Regions from separate parts of the Anser cygnoides genome. Here region 1 is linked to region 2. The links are chromatin contacts, called in public Hi-C maps. All regions are on one chromosome and are shown on one strand. The core of a region is the stretch at or near the end of the contact, and the rest is flanking DNA. Distances in the headings are between cores, read along the strand shown. Region 1 holds the start of LRP3 (LDL receptor related protein 3). Region 2 holds the start of CEBPA (CCAAT enhancer binding protein alpha).

What was found. A called contact is a pair of places that touch in the nucleus more often than the background predicts.
Region 1: a Hi-C map of liver shows a contact between it and region 2, with 1.7 times the contacts expected there. The contact joins the promoter of LRP3 here to the promoter of CEBPA in region 2. A contact is called at or near these places in 2 of 7 Hi-C or Micro-C datasets (granulosa cells and liver).

Annotation. Positions count from the first base shown.
Region 1 is chr12:11,141,127-11,147,358 of Taihu_goose_T2T_genome, forward strand. LRP3 (LDL receptor related protein 3) reads right to left here and starts at 4,842. Exons shown (of 6, transcript XM_048068839.2): 1 at 4,400-4,842. The coding sequence starts at 4,466.
Region 2 is chr12:10,878,436-10,884,253 of Taihu_goose_T2T_genome, forward strand. It overlaps CEBPA (CCAAT enhancer binding protein alpha), which reads left to right and starts at 1,851. Exons shown (of 1, transcript XM_048068849.2): 1 at 1,851-4,338. The coding sequence starts at 2,281. The coding sequence ends at 3,258. It overlaps LOC125183365 (a long non-coding RNA gene), which reads left to right. Exons shown (of 10, transcript XR_010834360.1): 4 at 953-1,139.

The DNA of each region.
Region 1 (6,232 bases), core at 3,592-6,091, 270 kb after region 2:
CTGCAAATGCTAATATGATTAACTTGACTAATCAACAGCAATGAAGTTTTCAAAAAGGTCCACTGGCAAAATCAAAATAGGATAAGGTGGTGCTTACAATGCACAGCTGATTTACAAATTAGTCTCTAAATACTCTTTTCTTGGATGTTTCCCCTAAAATATATGTATCATTAGAGTGATCTGATAAGAAGGGCTACTGCCAAAATGTTTTTTCCGTATTAAGATGTACTTCCATAGAGTTTCCCCATATATTCTTCAAGGCACTTCTCTAATGATTACAGTGCACTTCACTAACTGCTCTCATCTCAGCAGCGTTCCGTAATCTACACAGACAGCTTATTAATAACATGACAAATGTTAAAGCAAATTAGGAAGGTTTAAAAGGTTACCAAAACTTAATTCACAACATCCCAGCCAGGCACACCCTTTGGCTTTATTTTGCATGTGTTAAGTCCTAAATCCTTCTATAGCTGATCTGTCAGCAAGCACTTAGTAAAAAAAAAAAAAATTCATTAAAAAATGAACAATAGGAGAAAATAGAAACAGAAACTGGCCCTGTTTCCAACAGTCACTGGGAAGCTACTGGCAATTAATACTATTTACGTACCAGAGCAGGATGCCTGAATACAGGCCCCCATTGTCTTAGATACTGCCCAAACGTCACAAGACAATGTCCTTTGCTCCAACCACCTTCTGGTAGGACTTAAACCAGCACGGGAGAAAGACAGTACCTAGCACTCAAGAGCTGCAACTGGAAAAGCTAAAACCAACCCTCGGCTTGCCACTGCGAGTCGTCCACGCGCGGCTTTCACTCACTTGTGGACTCGCTCTGTTAGCAAATTCCTGTAGCTGAGACGCCTGCAGCACCCGTGCCATGGCTTACACCTGGACGTCCACAATTTTTCCTTTCCAAAGCCAGAGCTCCAAGCGCTCCACGCAGGCAGGCACGCAGACTGCTGCGCACCTCAGCCAAGGCCAGGCCCTACGAAGCAGAGAACAACTGCTCCCAGTGCCACCGTTCACAGAGGAACGACGTTACTGGCAAGGGGGCATCGCCACAAACACAAGGGGAGCTCCTTCTAAACAGCTGCAGGATGGACGAGCTTTTTAGCAGCACACAAGGGAAGGACAGGAGCTGAATAACAGCATACGTACGCTGTGGCTTGAGAAGAACCAGGCTCGAGCTGCAGGTTTGTGCTAATAAGCATTAACACTATGTTCAAAGGACCTTAATAGCACTGATTTTATTACATAATTAATGACCAGCAACATTTGTTACACGATCATGACAACGTGCTATGTAATTATTTCCTTTGTTTCGCAGCGCCAGCTCGCTCCGGCAGGTCAGCAAGCGCACCTAGGAGCGATCCCCCGGTCCTGTCCCAGGTTCCTGCTCCGCTTCCCAAGTCAGCTCCATGACAAAGCTGCGAGTCCACACGTGACAGACCTGGGATCGCAGCAGTAACAGCAACACACAGTTTCTTCACGCGGTACTAAAGCACCGCTACTCCTGTAACCATAGTAATTTAGTCATAAAGGCTGAGAATAAATTAACCAGTCGTTAAGTCGCTAATTTGATTTTATGAAAATTAAAATATTTTGCTCCAAAGAAAGTAGAGGAATATACTCTGCAACACTGTTAACAGCCAGGACTGAAGGGACTGTTTGAGAGGCATGGAAATGCCAGGGTCTGTTAGTAGCACCCTGCAGCCTTTCCACATTTCCTACCTGAACCTCCCCAAAGTAACAGAACATGAGCTCCCCAGCAGAGGCTTCCTCACAAGCCTGACCAAGGGACCCATGCCCTTTAAATGGAAATAAGCAGCAGGAAGACAAGGGCCTGACAGAGCGGAACCGGATGACTCAGAGCCACGGTACTTTCTTCTGAGCACCGCTAAACAAGCAGCCCTAGCTCACCACCAGCAAGACAGAGTTATAAGCAGCACTGCACGCCAGGCCTGGCATGCAGCTAAAAAAAGACACCCCCCAGAAATGCTCTTTCACCTATGCAAATACAAAACATCTACTGGCTGTCACTGCAAGTTTCCTTTCATTTTCAAGTTCCTTTACGCTAAGAAGCCAGCAGTCAAGAATAGTTCTTCAGAATAAAGGTCTTTCACATCGGGTACTTTCCCCAACATCTGCTTTCCTCGCTCTCAGTCTCACTCAAAAGCATCATCTACTCAAACCACACAAGCGCTGTAACCAGCACCTTCTGAAGCTCTGAGGCCCAAAAGAAAGAACAGCCATTCCCTGCTGGTTTTCTCACCTCTTGTCAAATTAAAATTCCATCAAAACAAAACCAGTGAGAGACCAGGGGTATGCCAGAAAGTTTTCTAGGTGCTCTTTTTCATAACAGTTGGGTAGAATTACGGGAAAGCAAGAAAAGAACAGAAGCAGTTCAGTTGGCTTGAACTCCATGTAGGAAACTTACTGTGCCATTCATTTGGATTGCTAAGTAATTGCCAGGGTGAAGTTTTCAGCTGGGAAAGCAGTTATTTGTATCAGAAGAGAAATTTGCATCTTGGCGCCTCTGAACCAAATGACAGCTACCTGTCTTTTCCCACAAGCAGGACAGACATTGACTTTGCTGTTTTGATCATTTCCCTGTTAGGTAACTTTCTATGCCCTCCAGAATTTCTCAAGAATGAGAAATGAAATGGCCTTACGGAAGAACAGTTGCAACAAACCCAGTTCCAGTCTCTGGAGCAGCGGTGTACAGCTGAGGTCACACATAGCAATGGTCAGTGGCAGCGCGTTTATACAGACACCAAACAGCACATAAAGCCTCCGGGAGAACAAAAAGTAAAAGTAAAGCAGGGCTGGAGAAGCAAGAGGGCAGGAACTGAAAGTAAAGTAAAAAAAAAAAAAAAAAAAAAAAGTAAAAAAGTAAAGATGACTGGAAGGGACAGACAAGCAGGAAGTAAAACACAACATAGTCAAAGTGGCAGCATTATTATATTCTTAGGGTTGGCTGAAGCAGAATACCTGACAAGCTTCCCACCTCTCATGTTTCTCAACTTCCACTACTGTCAGTTGTGCAAGGAATAGGAATAAAGCATTCCAGCTGAAAAGAAGAGCCAGACAGTGAAATTCTAGAAGTCATAGAAAGCAGAAATCTAGCAAACTTTCAACTGCACATTACCCACTGCTAAGTACAAGAAGCGCTCTTTCACTTAAACTCTGGAATTCACATGATCTTCAATAACCATATATTATTCGTTTTTAGAACAATTGTGCTATTCCTGTTAAATAACAAAAGCTTTAACAAAGGTCCGACCAGGCCACAGGAAAAAAACAACACCTAAGAAATTCAGAGAAATGGCTGAAACTTTTATCTTTCCCTTAACTTTGAATAAACAGTACAGCAGGCATTACCCTCATGCTGCACACACTTCTGACATCCCTTTAAGCCTCTGCAGAAAAGTAACAGCAGCTACAGCCCCTGTTCAAACTTAGTAGTTCAGACAGCTTTTTAGGTTGTACTTCCGTTAGTCAAAATAGATATATTTGTAGTAACCAGAGCAGCTTTTAACTTTCTACCTTTTCCGAGGCAAGCACTGATGTCAAAAGAACTTGTACAAGACCAGAGCGAGCAGCCCAGCCACAGGCACCCGTTTCTGATGGTTTACGTAAGGGACACCACCTATCTCAGGGATTATTAAAAATGCACTCTAATCCGCTTTCTTAGCGAACAGCAGTGGGTTTTGCACATCTTTCTCCCGCGAGCCATAGCAGTTTGTCGGAGCCAGCTGTCGGCAGAGCCGCAGGCAGCCCCAGCCCCGCTGCGCTTCAGGTTCAGCGGCACTTGGGGCAGGAGCGGAGCGGTCCAACAGCTCCCGCTTCGTGCCCGGCCCTGGTGCCTCCGGGCGGCCTCTCTTCGGCTCGTTCAACGCTTCCAGCCCGATGAACGAACCCCCTGGGTGCGGGCAGGGGCTGCCAGCCCGGCAGCCGGGAGCCGTCTCATCGCGCCGCCGCCGCTCGACACCTGCTCGGCGGGGAGCGCTGGCTCCGAGCGGCCGGGAGGGCAGGAGGGGAGCGGAGCACGGCAGGGGACGAGGGAAATAACGCCTTTCCGCCCTGCTCCGCGGGCAGGAGCCGCTGCCCGCCCCCGAGTTTCAGCCTGCCGGAGGCACCGGCGGCGCCTAAACTTTTTGGGTTGATTTTTGAAGCGACGCGCGGGGCTACCGCACGGGCTCCGCGGCCGAGGGCACGGGGCAGGCTCCCTCCGGCGGGAGGGACCCGAGTCCCTGCGGGGAGCGGGGACGGGGACATGGGGGGGGTACACCCAGACGCTACCCCCCGTGCTCCCCACACCCCGGGGCCCGCAGGTGCCGGCGCCCCCAGCGCCCCGCTGCCGGCCCTGCCCCGCCGCTCACTCACTCGCTCTCTCACTCACCCAGGCAGATGGCGGTGAGCGGCACCAGCGCGCCCTGCCGGAGCTCCGCGGCCGCTGCCTTCTCCATGGCGGGTCGCCGCCTGCCCGCCCGCCCGCCTGCCTGCCCTTCAGCGCGGCGGGGAGCGGGGACGGGGGAACCGCGGCAGCTCCGCTCCCTCCTCTCCTCTACGCCGAGCCGCCGGCGGGGCCGGCCCGCCGCGCCGCCCGGGGAGCCGGCAGTGGGGCGGGCGCCTCCCGCCGCAGCCCCATGGCCGCGGCCGGCGCTGCGGGGCAGGTGGAGGAGGACGGACCGCAGCTGCAGCGCCGCCGCCCCACGTGACGGGCCCGCCGGGAGGCGGCGGCGGTAGCGGCGGCGGCGGCCGGGCCGGAGGGCGAGGGGAGCGCTGCGCCGCCCCGCTCTGCCCCGCTCCGCGCCGCGCCGCGCACACCTGAGGGGCCGCCGGCAGGCGGAGCGCAGCCCGCGGCGGAAGGGAAGGCGAGGGCCGAGCCCGCCCGCGCAGCGCCGGGTTTCCTGTCAGGCACCCGCGGCCCCCGCCTCGGCCCGCTCCGCGCCGCCGAGGCGCCCGGCGGCATGGCGAGCCCTCCCCGCCGGGGGGGGCTGTAAGGAGCCCCCGGCCCCGCGGCGGGAGGCAGCGCCCCGCCGGCCCCCCCTGCCGGGGGAGCGGCCCCGAGCCGCGCTGAGGCGGCGAGGCCCGGCCTTTCCTCGCCGAGCTGCCCCCGGGGCGGCAGTCCCCTTGTAGAGGGCTGGCCCCGGCCTGCCGTGCCCTTCCCTCGGAGCTCCCCGCTCCCGGCCGCGCTCTCTCCGCGGGTCGTGCCCCCGGGGGACGGGACGCAGACGCCTCCCGGCCTGCCGGGGGCGAAACTGAAGTGAGCTGGTCGTGTAGGGAACGGAGCGAGGCTCCGCAGCGCACTGGGGTCAAGGGGAGCATTGTAAGGCCGTAGTGCTCCCCTGAAAACGGACAAAGGCACGGGGGAAAGTCTCACAAGTTCACGAGGAGCAGCAGGACCACAAAGTTAACTGGGAGCTTCATGAGCTGAATAGCAAAATAAGGGATGATGAAAGAATCTTGTCCAGGCAAACAATTACAGAAATGAACCAACTCTACCTCAGAGATTCCCTGAACTTTCCCCCGTTTTCCAAGTGGCAGGTGCTCACCACCCTCCCCAGAGCCCCGGCAACAGCCCACATCTTCCCGCAGAGCTGCTCCCTTTGAAGGTGCAAAGCCCCAAGAGGCCTGCCCTGCCGCGAGCTGTGCAGCCTGCTGAGCAGCGCCTTACCTCAGCCCACAGCTACCAACACAGAACTCTGTGACAGCACCATTCCTTACCCTGCACAAATGAGGGCTCTGCCACCTGGCATGGTGTAATCTTCCAGGGCAGAGGTGAGGTCTTGCAGTATTTCACTACAAACACAGGAAGTTTTCCCTACCTGCTTGAAAAAAATTGCATCTTTGCATCCTATGGCTGTACCATGAGAGACAGCAGGCATACAGTCTGCGGGGATACTATTTACAACAGAAACTCTCCCATTGTATTAAAAATTGATTAATATAATCAGCAACACAAAACAATAACATCTATTTTTACCCAGCTTCCCCCTAAAATAATGCAATAAGTAAAATTCATATTTAAGGGTTGTCCACTCGACATTAGGCTCTGACTGCACTAATGAGAGATGTGTGAAGTCACTAGCACCGGCTATAGCTCCCTACCCTTCAAGCAGCGTCAGGCACTGTGCAGTCACAGAAACCCACTCAGTTATTCAGTTGTCTTGGGGCCTGGGTCCAGCTCTTCGCTCTGATGAGACGTGGCAGAGTGAGCCTGTCAAAAGCG
Region 2 (5,818 bases), core at 601-3,100:
TGGAATCTGATCCTAAACTTTCTGATTTACTTTGAATTTCTTTTAATATGTGGTTAGGCCTGAAATTCAGAATGATTATAAAATGTGAGAGCTTTTTAAGACTACAGAGGCGTAGGTATTGTTATTAAATGGCAAACTTAGTTACACGCTTCTGCTGTTTCACGCAGCACTGACCTTTTATTTTAAATGTGCCTGGCCTATTCCTGCAGAGTCCGCTGAGGCCTCCAGAAAGCCGGGAGTATGAGCTAGTCACCACTGCTGCTCCCAGCGACATTCCTCCCAGTAGGCAAAAAGTCAAGTTCTGGATTTGTCCCTTTTCTGTGAAGGGGCTTAATGGGGTAGCGCCTGCAGAATTTGGCCAGCCAGATGCAGCTGGGGACATGTTACTCTCCATGCTGAAGCATCCCAAACTTGTTTCTGTCACAGACTTGAGGCTTTTCCTCTGTATCGTGACTTTGCTCAGAGTTCTTATGTGTGTTTTGCTTGTTCAGGCAGTGGCCTTTCTAGCCACTGCTTATGTGTTGAAATATAATTTCAGAAGATACTCACCATATGTAAAACGAATTTAGGATTTTAATTGTTTTCTATTGTTACTGAAAGGTACATTCTGTGGTCAGAAAGCCAGCTGACTGCTGCCTTCCTTCTGCTCATGAAACGGAGGTTCACATGTGTACTGTGTGATACAAAAAAACGGGTTCTTGGTACATTGTAATATTGTTTCCTGATTAAGATTTTGTCAATTACTGTTAGTTGCAAGGAATCTGTCAAACCCTTTCTGAGCAAGCAACTTGCTGTCACAAGTTTCTGGCTTATTAAGACACCCAGGACTAAGAAATACAGCATTTTTTTGCCAGCCACCGCTACGTTTGAATTCTCTGCAGATGTTCCTCTAGCAGTTGCCTACACCTGCTCCAGAAGCCTTGACACGTCCTTTCTCTCTGCCTCTTTCCAGGTGACCCGGACCACCAGAGCTAAGTGCCAGGGGGCTTCCCGACGCGAGGAGGTAGGCGAGGGAGCCCCGATACGCCTCGTCTGCGGGCTGCGGGATGGCGGCGAGAGGAAATCCCGGGCGTCCGCACCCCTGCCGAGCTGAGGCTGCACACCGGGCTCCTCGGAAGGCTGTGCCCAGGAGCAGGCAGGTCCGTGCGGCCCCGGAGGGAGGGTGGGCGGCCGGGAGCCGCGGGGCGCCGCAGCCCGCTGGAGCATCGCCTCCTCCCGGGCCACCTGGCTGCTGCCGCCCCGCCGCGCCCCGGGTTTATCCCGGGTGAGCGCCGGGAGCCGTGCCGCGCTGCGGGCAGGCTGCAATTACACGGACCTGCTCCATTCGCGCTGCGGGACCGGGAGCGGGGCACAGCCAAGCGTCCGCCCCGCATCGTGCCAGCCTGCGGGCAGGGGCAGCTGCCGGAGCGGCCCCAGCGGCACGGGCCGAGCCGTGCCGAGCCAAGCCGGGCAGCCCCCGCCGCCCCCCGTCCCTGCGCGCTCCCCGGCCGGGTCCTAGCGCCGCTCGGGGCCGGGATCCGCGGGTCCCCGCTTCTGCCGGGCCGGGCCGGGCCGGGCCGGGCCAGCCGCGCTCCGCAGGTGCGGCGGGATGGGGCGCTCCGGGCACAAAGCCCCTCGGCTAGAAAAGCGCCGTCGGTCCTGCGGCAAACCCGGCGGGGCTCCCCCGCGTCTCCCCCCGTCTGACCAAATATTTGCGAGCACTCGCGGGCGGTGCTGAACTTTGAGACTTTCTCCGCGGCGCCGCCGGTGGGAGGGCGCCGAGCGGCCCCGGGCACGCAGTGGGCGACGGCCCCGCTCCCCGCACCTCCCCGGGAGGCTTCGGGCAGCTCGGGGACCCCCCCCCCGAGAGCGCAGCCCAGCGCCGGGAGCCCGCCGAGCTCGGGGCGGCTGCCGGGGGCGGGCGGGCGGCTGTGCCCGGCCGGGGCGCTAAGACCCGGCTGCGCGGTGGTCAAAGGTTCCCGGCAGGAGGTGGACACTAGAGGGCGATCCCCGGCCCTGCTGCGGGGGTGTATATATACGGCTCACAGGACCCAGGCAAGCCACTAGCAACAGGGCAGGCAGGCAGCGAGCGGGGCTCGGCCGGGCTGGGGCGGGGGACGGGCTCCGGGCGCGCCGAGCCGCGCCGAGCTGAGTCGTGCCGAGTCGTGCCGAGCCGCGCCGTGCTGCTCGCCGCCGGGAAACCGCGGGGTGCCGCGGGCTTGGCAGAGCCGCCGCCGCCGCCCCGTCCGAAACCTGGATTGCAGGAGCCCTTCACCATGCCCGGCAGACTGTAGGTGCTTCATGGAGCAAGCCAACTTCTACGAGGTCGATTCCCGGCCCCCGATGAGCAGCGGCCAGCACCACCAGCTCCAGACTCCCCTGCCCGGCAGCGCCTACAGCTACAGAGAGGCTCCCTCGGCGGCGGCACCTGCTGCGGGCGGCGCGGAGCTCGGCGACATCTGCGAGAACGAGAACTCCATCGACATCAGCGCCTACATCGACCCCGCCGCCTTCAACGACGAGTTCCTGGCTGACCTCTTCCAGCACAGCAAGCAGCAGGAAAAAGCCAAGGCCATCCTGGCCGGGGATTTCGACTTCCACAGCATGCATGGGGCCGGCGCCGCCGCCTCGGCGCCGGGGCACCAGCAGCAGCACCACCAGCAGCCGCTCTTCGGCTGCATGGCCGGCTACATGGACGGCAAGCTCGACCCGCTCTACGAGCGCATCGCCGCGCCGGGCTTGCGGCCGCTGGTGATCAAGCAGGAGCCCCGCGAGGAGGAGGAGGTCAAGTCGGCGGCCCTGTCGGCCCTCTACCCCCACCACGCCGCGCAGCAGCACCCCTCCCACCTGCAGTACCAGATCGCCCACTGCGCCCAGACCACCATGCACCTCCAGCCCGGGCACCCCACGCCGCCCCCAACGCCCGTGCCCAGCCCGCACCACCCGCACCACCCGCACCCCCCGGGCGGCCTGCCCGCCGCCGGCGCGCTCAAGATGATGCCCGCGGACCACCGGAGCAAATCGAAAAAGACAGTGGACAAGAACAGCAACGAGTACCGGGTGCGCCGGGAGCGCAACAACATCGCGGTGCGCAAGAGCCGGGACAAGGCCAAGCAGCGCAACGTGGAGACGCAGCAGAAGGTGCTGGAGCTCACCACCGACAACGAGCGGCTGCGGAAGCGGGTGGAGCAGCTCACCCGGGAGCTGGAGACTCTGCGGGGCATCTTCAGGCAGCTGCCCGAGAGCTCGCTGGTGAAGGCCATGGGCAGCTGCGCCTAGCGCCGGGACTGCGGGGCGCCGTCGGGCTGCCACGCTCACCTACATATACATATATATATATTATATATACTGGAGCGCAGCGATCTCAGATTGTTGGGGGGGGGTTGTTTTTTTTTTTGTTGTTGTTCGGTTCTTTTTTTTCCTTTTTTTTTTTTGAACAATTAACGACCAATAAAAGAAGCCAGGCAGCTGTAGTATTAAAAAGGTTTGTGCCTTAGGGATGACACACGAATAAGCTGAAAACATGGTGAGTTTTATAAGGAGAAAGGCGAGGGGAAGGAAGAAATAAAAAGCTCACGTGTCTACACAGGGTAAATAACAATAATAATAATAGTAATAAAGCACATATAGTGACCCAGATGTGCCTTAAAAGCTGGCTGCAGGAGCTCTGGGGCTTTCTGTGCCCCAGCCTGGCAGGGTGCAAGGAAGCAGGGTGAGGGCCGGAGGGGCCGGCGCTGAGGAGCAGGCAGCAGGGAGCACAGGCAGCAGGGCCTGAAGCCTCTTGGAGCAGCGGGAGGCAGCTGGGGGGCCCCAGCCTGGCCCCAGTGCCTCCAGGCCACCCCGGGACCGACAGACACAGCCTGGACTGCCGGAGTAGCAGCTTGTGAGGGAGCGCGGTGAGCTCCCCGTCTCAAAAGGAAGAGCAGCAGCGTCTTGTACTGTATGTCACGACATGGCGAAGCACAAGTGAATAAATACCTATCGATGCGGGTATTTACTATGAACTCTCAGCGTATTTTGCTTTATTCCAGGACATTCAGCTCCTCTCCAAGTCTCTGTCTGTCCAAGCTGTGCCTCATGTAATGTGAAAGCCTTTCCGTGTATACTAGCTACACTTTATTTTTATTGCATTACTTAGATCTTTGCCATCACATGACTTTCTTATCTGGTGACAGAGACTATGCCCTTGTGCTGCAACGTTATTTTATTATTTGTGTGGGTGGGTGAGCGAGTGTGCGCTGCGCTGCCTCCAGCGCGGGCCCGGGCCGGCCGCTGCCTCCCCACCGCAGCACCTTTGGACTCCGGAGCTTCTCCCCGGCAGAGAGCGGAAAAAAAAAAAAAAAAAAAAAAAAAAAACAACACACAAACAAACCAACCCAAACAAACCGCCTTCGCCGGAGCGCTCGTAGCTGGAGCTGGGCAGCAAGTCGGCCCGGGGCCGGGGCAGCGGGAGGGCAGCGCCTGGGGCGTGCGTGTGCGGGGGGCGTGTGCGCCGCGGGTGGGTTACCCGGCGGTGGGGTTGGGGGTTGTCTGGGGGGAGGGAGGGCTGCATATAAAGTTTGTCCGAAGTCCTGGTTACACTCATAAATAAACAGCATATATTCGACCATAACCGCCCGCCTCTCCGTGTGGTGACACTTCTTCCGGGCGGGCTGAGCAGCGCGGGGCTGCCGGCCGGCTCCGCCAGCTGCCTGCTCTTCTGCGGCCGCCTCCCGGGGCACGGCAGCTCCCCGCACGCCGCCGCTCGGTGCCGCGGAGCCGGCCGCCTCGCTCGGGCCGGGGCGGGCATGGCCCCGCAGCGCTCCCGGCTCCCGGCCCGGCGAGGCGCGGCTCGGCCGCTCCCCTCCCCTCCCCTCCCCTCCTCTCCCCTCCCCCGGGGAGTTTCGCCCCAGCCGGCCCGGGCCCACAGACACCGCTCCGGGGCTCCCGGCCGGCCGCGGGGCCAGCCCCGGCCGCTGAGCACGGCCGGGCGGCACCGCCGCGGGTCCCCGCCCCGCTCCGCCTCGCCGCGGCCGGGGCCGGGCCGGGCCGTGAGGGGAGGCGGCGCGAGGCCCGGCGGCGATAGGGCGCGAGGGCTCCGCCCCGGCGGCTGCCAGCGGCGGGGCCGGGCCGGGCCGTGGGGCCGCGCCGCCCGCGCCAGGCACCGGGTGTGGGGGGGGTGGCGGCCGTGAGGGGCGGCGGGCGGGAGGTGAGGTAACGGAGGGCTGCTCGCCATGCTGGGCACCGCGAGTCGGGGGCTTGTCCCTGCCCCGCGGAGCCGGGACTCCGGGGCACGGAGAGAAGGAGAAGGGGAAGGGGAAGAGGAAAGGGAAAGGGAAGGGGAAGAGGAAGAAGGGGAAGGGGAAGAGAAGGCCCTGCAGAACACACCGTGGCAGTCCATGAGGATGGATCAGAGGGACATGAACGTGGACCAGAATTAAGGATTTCACTTTCCAGTTAGGTTCAAACCAAGGGATTGATAGCGCGTAATTTTCCAAGGGGAGAATTAAGTTCTACTTGCACTGGGCAAAACCAATGGTTTTTACTTGTGTTTCCTCTTTCCCCCAGCCCTGTAGAGCTGGGCTCCTGTCGCCAGCGATGCGCCTCCCTGAGTAATGCTGTCCAACGTGTAAAGTGGGGAAACGTTGTTATCATTTGAGCAAAGATTATTGCAGGGTATATGTGGGAGGGACTGTAATCTGGTGGTTAGAGCATGGGAATACAGTCCTGATCGTTTGAGTTATGTTCTGAACCATGACTCACTCTGTGTGTGTGGTTTCAGCAAATCACTTACGGCCTCAGACAAAGCAGATTTTTCCATTAATTTAAATGAACTATAGATTAGGCAGGTGTTCAGCGG